3 separate regions of the Mus musculus genome follow, and all the other regions are linked to region 1. A link is a contact called in public HiChIP or PLAC-seq and promoter capture Hi-C data. All regions are on one chromosome and are shown on one strand. Each heading gives the region's core, a stretch centred on a gene start, on an enhancer-like site or on the middle of the called end of the contact. The rest is flanking DNA. Distances are from core to core; before and after follow the strand shown. Region 1 holds the start of Dph3 (diphthamine biosynthesis 3). Region 2 has its middle 45 kb from the start of Btd. Region 3 has its middle 19 kb from the start of Colq.

The links. Promoter capture Hi-C pulls out the DNA fragments that hold promoters and counts their contacts. HiChIP or PLAC-seq counts read pairs in DNA pulled down with a chosen protein or histone mark.
Region 2: a contact with region 1 is called in an H3K4me3 HiChIP or PLAC-seq map of pro-B cells, with 3 times the contacts expected there. The contact joins the enhancer-like site here to the promoter of Dph3 in region 1. A contact is called at or near these places in 11 of 39 promoter capture datasets (the 3T3-L1 cell line, the HPC-7 cell line, embryonic stem cells and 6 more), 1 of 15 datasets of contacts at CTCF or cohesin (embryonic stem cells), 1 of 484 Hi-C or Micro-C datasets (regulatory T cells), 19 of 115 datasets of contacts at active chromatin or transcription factors (the 230-238 cell line, T-cell acute lymphoblastic leukemia, acute myeloid leukemia and 10 more) and 3 of 9 other capture datasets (adipose tissue, embryonic stem cells and pancreatic islet).
Region 3: a promoter capture Hi-C map of pre-B cells shows a contact between it and region 1, with 3 times the contacts expected there. The contact joins the enhancer-like site here to the promoter of Dph3 in region 1. A contact is called at or near these places in 13 of 39 promoter capture datasets (the 3T3-L1 cell line, 3T3-L1-derived adipocytes, the C10 cell line and 6 more), 2 of 15 datasets of contacts at CTCF or cohesin (embryonic stem cells and stem cell-derived epiblast-like cells), 7 of 484 Hi-C or Micro-C datasets (the HL-1 cell line, the N1E-115 cell line, Sertoli cells and 2 more), 11 of 115 datasets of contacts at active chromatin or transcription factors (the 230-238 cell line, T-cell acute lymphoblastic leukemia, acute myeloid leukemia and 4 more) and 1 of 9 other capture datasets (embryonic stem cells).

The regions. Positions count from the first base shown.
Region 1 is chr14:32,083,718-32,087,056 of GRCm38.p6, reverse strand. Dph3 (diphthamine biosynthesis 3) reads left to right here and starts at 1,365. Exons shown (of 3, transcript NM_172254.4): 1 at 1,365-1,647; 2 at 2,076-2,150. The coding sequence starts at 1,540. Oxnad1 (oxidoreductase NAD-binding domain containing 1) reads right to left here and starts at 1,329. Exons shown (of 8, transcript NM_145460.2): 1 at 1,004-1,329.
Region 2 is chr14:31,683,954-31,687,557 of GRCm38.p6, reverse strand. No RefSeq gene overlaps it. Among named protein-coding and RNA genes, the nearest start is that of Btd, 45 kb to the right of the region's middle. Within about 2 kb of position 1,832, at least 112 of the 459 cell types and tissues checked have an H3K27ac peak or open chromatin away from gene starts, as enhancers often do. A contact at or near this core is called in the 230-238 cell line, the HPC-7 cell line, acute myeloid leukemia and 5 more, where this site is marked.
Region 3 is chr14:31,594,169-31,598,005 of GRCm38.p6, reverse strand. No RefSeq gene overlaps it. Among named protein-coding and RNA genes, the nearest start is that of Colq, 19 kb to the right of the region's middle. Within about 2 kb of position 1,580, at least 42 of the 459 cell types and tissues checked have an H3K27ac peak or open chromatin away from gene starts, as enhancers often do. A contact at or near this core is called in the 230-238 cell line, acute myeloid leukemia, hematopoietic stem and progenitor cells and 2 more, where this site is marked.

The DNA of each region.
Region 1 (3,339 bases), core at 116-2,615:
GTCCCAGAGGTTACCTGGGAAGTATTTATACCCATAAAGATAGAAGGCTTTCACTGCATTTCTCTTCTGCCCAGACAGGCTACAGCTAACCTGCAACAGGCTACAAAGATCTCCTAATTGCTATTTAGATCTTCAATTATGTTAAAAAAAAAAAAAAAAAAAGGAATGGAGATCTTTGAAACAACCTTCCATACACTTAAGTTCTGGGTTTTTTCCTCCCAAAGGCTTCTCTGCCCATAGGTTTTCACACTTCAAAAAGGCTTCAAAATATAGTGTCCTTTAAACATGCACAAAATTGGTAATTTATGCACACAACTGTACATACTTAAACACTGTTACAGAAATGTAAACTACATAAGTCATACATGACTGCTGAACTATTCATTCTCGTGCAAAAGAATGTTAGATTCCAAAGGATCTACTCTCAGAAGAGGATGTAAGAACCAAAGAATGTAATTTTCCAACCCCCAGAGCTCTTCAAGTCAAACTGGAATCCAGTTCTGCCATACTACTTTTCACTACACTGCACTCCTCCAGTGAGATGAGTAACTGCTTAGCACTACTCCAAAGTCCCTGGTTGTAACCGGAACAAGCCCAGCACGGCTCTCGGAACAACGTGCTTCTCAAAGAAGAGGCTGCACGCTGACGAAAATACCAGGAACACCATTCCTTTTACCGAGAACTAAAGTTCACATAAATAATTTGTTCCTGGGCTTTAGAGACAGCTAGGCTCATCGTTATGGCCTAGGTATGCAATCTTGGGCAAGATGCCCAGTCTCTAAATCTATGTTAAAGATGAATAAAATGGATTTTTGAACCTCAAGATCAAGTTTAACATATAGGTTGCCCACTAAAAACCCCAATAATTAAAAGCTACTGTGCCCACCACTGCAGTGAATATTTAAAATATGGCTAGAACTCGCCCCTGTCTTGCAGATCTTGGTTCTCTACAACACAACCGGGGTATCAGAAAGTGGCTGGGGTGAGAGAGGCAGTGATGTACCTGCAGGCAAGAACTCATAACAGGCCAAGAGTCACTCAGAGTTCAAGGTCGCCTGAAACGCAATTGCAGGAGCGCTGTGGGCCGAGAACTGGAGAGGACGCTGTGTGGCTCCCTGAGCCTCAATGATTCCCCCTTTCAAGAGGGCGTAGCCTCCGCCAATTCTTTTAATGTCCTCTGAAGTCAGCTATGGAGGACAAGACTCCACCTGCATAGAAAACTCGTTTATATCCCAAGCCCAAACTCCCCGGGCCCCGGACTGACGTAACCGCCATGAGAGGGAGCCCTTCACACTATTGGTCGCTGGCACCCAGTGGACGGAGAACTGCGCAACGCTGCTGCGCAGGAAGCACCATCTTTCCGGCGCTATCTCCATGGCGACCGCGACCGGGTCACCCTTTTGGCCGCGGCGGTAGAAGTTACGTCATCGCCTGTGCGTCCGGAAGTGACTGTTCCTGCGCCAGGGTGGACCGGGAAGACCGGGCCTTACCCTGCCTGGGCGCAGGTAGGCAAGCTGATGCGGTGCCGACCGGGTGACCATGGCGGTGTTTCACGACGAGGTGGAGATCGAGGACTTTCAATATGACGAGGACTCGGAGACATATTTCTACCCTTGCCCCTGTGGGGATAACTTTGCCATCACCAAGGTACTCTAAAGGGCCCGCCGGCGATCCCTCGAGCTTGCGCATTGTCGCTTCCGGTGTCCCTGGGAAGGCTCAGTTACCCACGTGTTCTTCCGAACCCCCGCCCCTAAAGTAGTAACCTAGGCTGTCTAGCATACAGGGTCGGGTTAAGGGCGCTGTTCTCCGTAGTCCCGCCCCTAAGTGTTTTTCTTTTTTTTCTATTTTTTTTTCCCCTGGGAGCTTCTTTGAAGAAGGGAACTTGATTTTGTACCCCAGGGTTTTGGAGGCGATCGAACCAATCTAATCTCCCTGTTTTTTTTTCCTAGATGACACTTGGGAGGAAAGTTCTTTGTGTTGTTACCCAACTAAAGACTTGCCCATAGACATAGGAGAGATTTATGGGAAGTTGACGAAAGGCTATGCTGACCATATGTTGTTTGATTGCGTTGTAGGAAGATTTGGAAAATGGAGAAGATGTGGCCACGTGTCCTAGCTGCTCACTCATTATAAAAGTGATTTATGACAAAGTAAGGGATATGTTAAAGGGGATGGGTGGTGTGAGCTAATGACAAGGGCCTAAAGGAGCCTGTCTGATAGAAAAGGGCGGAAGAGTGTTGGGTGTTGGTTTGTTTTTTGAGACAGGGACCTTAAGTAGCCCTGGCTATACTGGAACTCATGATGTGAACCAGGCTGGCCTTGAATTCACAGAGATCTGCCTTTTATGTAACTTATGATCACTTTGGAAAGGGCAATAAAGAAATTGCTTTGTAATGAAAATTGATGACTTAATCAGGAATGAAAAATTATGGTTATTTTAATTGATGTTCTTCCTTTTGACATTTCTCTTGTATTTAATATTTAGTTTGTTCAGAGCTCTAGGATATTTTTAGAAGATTGCATTTTATTGCTTGCCTAGCTTATGTACAGAATCTACCTTGTTTGAGATATAGTTCCTAGATGTAATGTTACAGTTCCATGTTCCTTTGTATCCATTAGGAATGGCAATAGAAAAGGGGTAAATATCTTTACTTCCCACCCAAAGCTCAGTTAGTGCTTTGGAGTCTAAGTACAGAATGTAACAGTCTAGAGGATAAATTCTAAAATGACTATAGGGTAAGTTGGACCAAAGCACAGAACTTTGTGGGAGAAGCAGGTGTTAATTTAGACAATAATAGAAATGTAATGATTCATTCTTATTTTAAAATGGTTTATGGAGCAAAGAACAATGGACAGACTAGGGACTGACTCCTTGGGAATCACACTGTAGAGGATGTGTAGTAACTGGGAAAGTTTTTGTGGTAGCTGGCATAAACCAGCATGAAAGATCAGAGTGTGAACTTCATTTACAAGTAGTTACTGTTGCAGGTATATGTTGGGAAACACACAAAGGCATTCTTTTTATTACTCATTTTGAAGAGGTTACATATTTGAATGACCAGATATTGATCTGAAATATAAAAACTTGATAGTTGTGATGTGTTTATTTCTGGGAACTGGTTGCTCCCTAGCTAAGATATTTATGAGACACTGCATATTAACTAATGACCTCAGGGCTAAACTTCAGTATACTTTTAGATTCTGGTTCTAGTGCTGACACCAGCTCTCTGTACAAAAATAAAGTGTTATTGGGTCTGGGGAGATGGATTAGAGGCTAAGAGCTTCCAAAAGGAGTGGCCATTTACATCTTCCACAGTGGTGGCTCACAGCCACCTGCAA
Region 2 (3,604 bases), core at 583-3,082, 400 kb after region 1:
AAAGCTATAGTAAACGATAGACTACTGACTGCAGAGTATGACACTGGGAGAAAGTGGAACAGAATAGAGTGCAGGCATAGGAATCAATAGTCAGCTAATCTTTGACAATAGAGTTAGGGGGATATAATAGAGCCAAAGAAAACCATTTAGGCAGACAGCAGGGATTCATGGACATCTACTGAAAGTATAGACACAGATGTACATACTTCTCAGAACCGAGTTCAGAAATGGATTTCAGATCTAGATGCAAAACCTCAGTGAGCTGGGATTTGGCAGGTTTTAGGCTCCATCTGTAAAGAAGAGAAGCTAAGCTTCAATAAAATGTTTAAATTCTTTGCACAAGTTGACTGGAAGAGAATGAAAGGCAGGACATAGGCTAGGATAAAATACTAACAAAAGGCATAGCCAATAAAGGAGTGTTATCCAAAATGTACAGATGACTTTAAAATCCATAGAACGAGCCACCCTGCCCTCACTGTGGGCGGAGGAGGGCAGTGGGCACCATTAAGATGAACATAGACATGATGCAGAGATGGGGAAAAATAGAAAAATGGAATGTAAGGTTGGCAGAGTGGTGCAACAACCTGGAACTTATGCAGATACAGACTCAGCCCCAGCTGAGGGGCCACAGGATCACCTTGGCTCTAGGCAACAATGAAGCCTGAGACGACTGGATTGGATCTCCTTGAAAGACCACCTTTGTCCATGATGCCACCAGGGGCCATGTTGGTGTCTGGTCCATTCTACTGCCCCAGGCATCCAGGAAGCCTGAGATCTATGTGGATGTTTGTAGTCTGTCCTGGTGACTGGTTGCCTTGGTGATGCCCTCTGAGGGCCTGCTAGTTGTGATTGGCATGTGTAGCCGTCTGAGGACATGAAGTCCATGGTCTGTGCACCCACTGAGGGCCATGAGTAGGTCACTGGTCCTGATAAGACCAGGGGCTGTGTTGATGTCTGTGGCCTACATTACTCCTGAGGTCTGATGTCCATGGTCTGGGCTGCCATGTTTATGTCTGTGGATCAGGGAGAGCTGGCCCCACCCCTCACCAGCATGGTGTGGGCATGCCAGAGAGCTGGCCTGCACCTGTGGAAGTATGAGCTGGCCCTGACATTGCAGCAGCCTCACAGAGGTGCCAACCATGGCACAAGTTTGAGGGAACCGTCCTGCTCTTCCCCAGCTGTCTCACTGCTCTCCACAGTTGATGGCCTATGGTGGGGATGCAGGTGGGAAAGACTCATCTTCCCTTGGGAGACTGACCACTAGGAATTGTCCATGCTCCATGATTGTGTGGACAACACAAAATGGACTTGTGGGTTTTCTTTCTTTCATTCTTTTTCTTTTTAGGAGGTGGAGGGTCACCAGTGAGGGGGGCTCACATGGGGGAAGCAAGCATAACGGGTGCATGTGAGATTCCCAAATAATAAAACAAAAAAATGTTAAACTCTTTTTAAAGCCTTGGAAAAGAGAGGTTAAGGCTCTGAATTTGGAAAATAGAATATTAATTTAAAAATAGATCTATAATAACCCTTTGTGGAAAATAGGCAACAGACCTTACCAAGCCAGATAAAGGGTGTTCTCCCCTTTGTGGTTTCACTGTAGACCAGAAAATGAAAATGTCAAAATCAGGAAGTAAGCAGTTCTCAAGTCCCGAAGCTGTGCACCGTTCTGGTTAGTGTGGTAAAGCAGCTCCTCGCCCTCTCTGCCCCTCTAGGGGACACAGGGGACACGGGTCATTCGCACGCCCCGCGTATCCACCCTGGACATACCAGCGCCTGCCCATCCCTTAGCCATCCTGCCCATCAGAGCGATTGCTGCAGAGTCTCAGTGCTAGAGTCCAGCTAACCCTGACTGTGTTTTATATGTGTCTCAAGTCATGAAAAGCATGGTGTAGGGTTCAGGCAAGAGGAAGGTAGAATTCCCGCAGAACCCCACCGTGAGTGGCAGGGCTTCGAGCAGACCTCTGTGAAGGGGAGCTGAAGCAGAGAGCCTTTCCCAATGGCTGTGACAGTGTTGCCTCCTGACAGGGCCATCTCTTCACTTTTCCTTGCCTTTGTTTCCTGGCTGTGAAACAATAGTGGTGTGCGATGTACAGGGTTTCCGAGCAGTGCTGCCATCTCTGCTACAGACGTGGTGGGAATTAAGTGAGAGTGCGTGGAAGGGGGCTGGTGTGTAACACGCACAGGGTAAAGGTTAGCTCTCTTCTCTGCCCTGGCATTTTATGGGAAGGATTAAATGAGATAATAGACAGCCTAGAATCTGAACTCAGTGAGTTGATGGCTTTGTGACTTTAAAACTAGTCATTTAACTTCTCTGAACTTCAAGTGTTTTGAGGGTTTTGTTTGTAAAATGAGAACATTTAACATTTTTTCCTATTCTTTTATCTCTCTGGCTGCTGTTGCTTGGGGGCTTCTTGTTTTTTTTTTTTTTTTTTTTTTTGAGAAGGGATCATGGAAGATCGGTAGGAGGGACACATGCAGAGGAGATGGGACATGGTCTGGTGTTAGGGAGCACTCCTGAAAGGCGACTTGCCAAACACTTTGCTGCTATGACACTCTTCTCCTAAAGAAGACGTTATGTTTTTTCAGGGAATGAAAATCATTCAAAAGTCATCTAAAACCTACTGCCTTGGTCTGCGTCTGCAAAAACGCACATTCACTGTGCAAGAGTCTGACTAAAGGAAATGCCTTTGTGGAAGGAAGTTAGGGAGGGTGGAGCCTGAGGTGGCTTCAAGTCTACCCTCAAAGACATCAGTGATCAATTCCTTCTGTGCGACAAATATCTGACAAAGTACACAGAAGCCCTTGGGCCCAGAGTGCCCTTCTTCCCAGAATGTCTCTGCTTTAGTATCCTCAGCATGTTCTCAGAAGCCGAGGGTGAAAGCCTGGCCTAATGGAGCACTACAGGGCAGAGAAGGCTCCTCAAGGCTGACTCAAGATGAGAGTGTGTGTACAAATTAAGGTTTTTGAGCCTTACCCCCCCCCCCCCCCGCTGGTGTAGACTGTATTTGCACCAACCTCAGTACAGTTTCCAGTTCTACCAATCACAGGCCCCACATATAGACCAGTCTCAAATCCTGCATTGCACCAATCACCAGCATTGCATCTTGCTGAGTTACTGAGAGCTGCAGCAGCTGAGGGCAGGGCTGCAGGGCTCTGAGCCCTGTCTTGCCTGCAGTACTGCCTTCTAAGGCAGGTGCAGCTGATCTGGAGTAGTTGTGACTCCCAAAGATATGATCCAGATATCTAGGAAATGGGGGTGGGGGTTGCCAAAGCATGGGCAAGAAAACACTAGGCGGTACACTGAGAAGCTGTGCTTAATGGCCTGGCAATATTCTTTTGACACCAGGCACTTTCATTCCCAAACACTATTGTTTCTCTGTGTGGGGCAGCGTAGCATCACTCAGGTAAGAGGTATGGGCAAGATGACTCCATCATTAACCAGAGAAGAGCTTTTGAAAGGGCTGACACACATTCTGGGCTGACCAGCACTTGGTTAGATGCACTGTTGCTTGCCTTGAGCACAGTGACACCTCTGCTCATCTCTGTTGCCATGCAGGTTATGTCCTCGGTCCCCTGGTGTCCTTTGTCTGCTTGAAGGCTCATA
Region 3 (3,837 bases), core at 331-2,830, 490 kb after region 1:
GCGGGAGCTGATTTCTTTTGCTTGCTTTTGGAACCCCTGTCCTCCTACTGGGTTGCCTTGTCCAGCCTTAATATGAGGGCAGTTGCCTAGTCTTACTGCAACTTGATATGGCATGGCTGGTTGATAACATTAGGAGTTCTACCCTTTTCTGAAAGAAAATGGGAGGAGTGGATCTGGGGAGAAGGAGGGCCTAGAAGGAGCGGAGGGAGGGGAAACTGGTCAGAATGTAATGTATGAGAGAAGAGGCAAGGGAGAATAGGAGATGTACCACATCCCACAGAGATTCATGAGGCAACACTCAAGCAGAGAGCATTACTGAGTCATTGACAGAAGAAAAAGGCGAAGATGGGGAAACCCGATCAGGGCAGGTCTTGGGTAGTGTGGGGCTGTCCCCAGTTGACTCCAAGTAGCACTGACAAACTTAGGGCAGGAGGATCCAGAATGGAGAGCAGATAAATGTGGACCACAAAGGGGAAAACTGGGGTGCTCAGCCTGGGATTGGTTGGTTTACGCATGAAAAGTGAGCTGACAGCCACTGCTGGTGAAGTTTGACTTCACTGGGACCAGAGCATCCCACCAGGAGGGGCAAACCCCCAGGGTCAGCGCATCCCTCCATACAGGAGGAAAAGCTGTGGTTGAAACAGTGTCCCTAAGTGGTCAAGTCAGTAGGAAACGACATCTGAGAAATTTTGTGTCTTATTTGTTACTTCTTTTTGTTTGTTTTGTGTTTTGTTGTTATTTTTTAAGCTTCATTTGTTTTTGTTTGTTTGTCTGTTTTTTTTTTTAAGATAGGGTTTCTCTGTAGCCCAGGCTGTCCCAGAGCTCTCTCTGTAGACCAGGCTGTCTTTGAAGGCAGAGATCCTCCTGCCTCTGTCTCCAAGTGCTGGGATCAAAGGCGTGCGCCACCACCGCTGGGTATTCTATTAGAGAATAGCATCTTTCAGTTTCCTGAAGTTTTGTTTTGTTTGCTTGTTGGTGTTTGTCCTTCAGCAAGGTTTTTAAGGTTTTATGATACTGACATTACAGAACTTTTGTTAAATTTGTTTCTGGACACATATCTGTTTCATTGTCAATGTAAATATGTTTTCAACTTCCACTGTATTTTATGTTTAATGTTTGCATATTTTGTGTGTGGATTCTATACCTAATGAATATTTTCTTGAGATGACATTTCCTGTAACTCTAGTTGACCTCGAATTCACTATGCAGCTGATGACCGTGAACTTCTGATCCTACTTCCTTGACCGTCTAAGAGCTGGGGTTACAGCACACATGACTGTGTCCCATTTACTCACTGCTGGGGATGGAACCCAGGGCTTTGTGCGTGTTATGCAAGCTCTCTGCCAACTGATCTACAGCCTCAGTCCTGAGGGACTCTCAGAGACTTCTCCTTTCTCACCCAGAAGCTAGTTCTCGAAAAGCAACGGTCAGTGTACTGGCAAACAGCTGTGCTTCTAGAGGTCTGACACTCAGCACATCCCTTACCTCCGTCCTTCAGAAGCAAAGGATGATGGGAAGCCTCCAGTGAGCGTTTCCTGAGCCTGCAGTGTTTTCTTATTGTTACAGTATAGATTTTAAATGTTCTCCAAGAGCCCATATGCTAAATGTCTGTGGCATTGTTGGGGCGTGGGGCCTAGTTGAAGGAAGTTTGTTCTTGAAGGTGTATTAAACCCCGACCCTTCCCCTATTTTTGCTTCCTAGTCGCCACAAGGCCATCATCTTTGCTCTATTATATATATGCTCCCTAACACAGCATCCTACCTTGCCACAGTCCCCAGTGGGGCCTACCAATACAAACTGAGAAACCATTAGCTGAGATGTTGTTTCTTTTGTTAAGTTGATTTTCTCAGGTATTTTAGTACGGCAGCGAAAAAGCTGACTATCAAATGTCTGCCCCTAAGGTATTAACAACACTGGGAGTGGATTTCTAACATTGCTGATCGGTTACTTTTTCCTGAACTGCCTTCCTTCCAGTCATTGAGGCCAGTGATAACGACAAACACTGAAACAGCTGTAGTTGATTGTTTTACTTTGTTTTGTTTGTTCTTGTTTTTTGTTGTGTGGTCTTAATCTTTAAAAATCTTGGCCAGTTTCATCTGGTAAATTTGCCAGGGTGGTAATTTTACCTCCCTTTCCCATATAGGAAACACAAGTAAAGAAGGCCATTGTAGTGCAGGTCCTCTTGGGAGACCAATGATAATGCATTGACTTAGCCAGGGTCCTCTTGGGAGACCAATGATAATGCATTAACTTAGCCAAGGTCCTCTTGGGAGGCCAGTGACACCACCTGGGGACTTTTGAAAAGGTTGGCTAAACTGTCAGGCAATGGTGGAGGTGGGACCCCAGAGGGAAGGCTCAGATGAAGAGTCCACGTTTCAAGAAGTTAAGGAAAATGGAACCAAGCTTCTCCCAGAGAGTTCTCAGGTCTCTGGGAACAGGGCCACCTTCTCATCCTTGCTGGACTCATTGTGGTGAATAACACAATACCTGGAAGGTGTGGCCTTGGTACAAATAGGTGTGGCAGATCTCACAGTGGCAGCTGGGGCTCTGGTTTCAGCTGTGCATCCTGGAAGGAGTCTCTAGGCTGCCCCCGGCATAGTCTTGAGGTCTCCTTGCATTTAGGGGACAGGTGTGTGTGTGAGTATGTATGTTGTGAGTGTGTGTGAGTGTGTGTAAGTGTGCGAGTATGTGTGTGTGAGTGTGTGTGTGTGTATGTGAGTATGTGTGAGTGTGTGTGTGTGTGTGTGTGTGTGTGTGTGTGTGTGTGTGTGTGTTTGTATGTGTGTGTACAGAATTCATTCTGCAAGACAGGTCTGCCATTTTGGACAGATAGTATCTGGTGGGGAAAGGCTTTGCACATGATGAGCTTGTGCCCAGACTGTTTCTGCTTTGGTAGGTTTCAGCCTCTGGGAGCCTCACTTTCTCTTCTCTCTAGGGAGGGTGATAGAAAAACTGAGCTTTGAGTTGTGTGGTATATGTACTGCTCCCAGAAATGCTTAGCAGCCAGCAGAGCAGCCTCCCACTCCAACCTCTGTTCACATGCTGGCCCCTTGTAACCCTTTGGTGAGCAAAGTCCCCACAACCACCCGGTGACCGTGTCTGACAGTTTGGGGAGGGCACATTTCACTTGGCAGTCTTCCTTCCACACCTCAGCACAGGGCTGAGCTGTACTGTTAGCTCAGTAAAGGCCCATTCATCTGAGGCAAACTGAATTAGCCAGGCAGTCGGCAGCCAGGAAGTCACATGCTGCATTCCCAAACCAAGGAGAAATTAGTTTTAAATTATTTGTTGGTTGCTATTACCCATGCCACAGCTCCCTCCTATTAGGGCACATCAGAGAAAATTGGCTGCAGTCGATGAATGGATGTTTAGCAAGCCCTGTGCAAGCATGGGGCTGTGTCTGTTCATGTGTGGGAAGTGGAGTCCACGGCCCACATCAGCACTGAAACCCAGCGAGGGCCTTCAGATAATCCTGATCAAGCATACTGGCATCTGTCAGGTGGGACCCACACAGCCATATTGGTTAAAGCTCCCACCCTTGCTAAGTGTCCAGTGTGCCTCATGGTTTAAGGACAGGTAAAAGGTGGTTTCAAAGCTTCCTCCTTCTAATCACAGGGACAAAATGACCTCGAAGAAATCATGATTTATTTCCATTTCTTTTAAATTTCTTTTATTTTATGTATATGGAAGTTTTGTGTCTGTGTACAGTGTGTGTGGCTGGTACTCTGGGAGGTCAGAAGTGGGCTGTGGTGATGTGGAGGAGAATGACCCACACGGACGCTTGTATTTGAATACTTGATCCCAGTTGGTGGAAGGTGGAACTGTTGGGGAAGGATT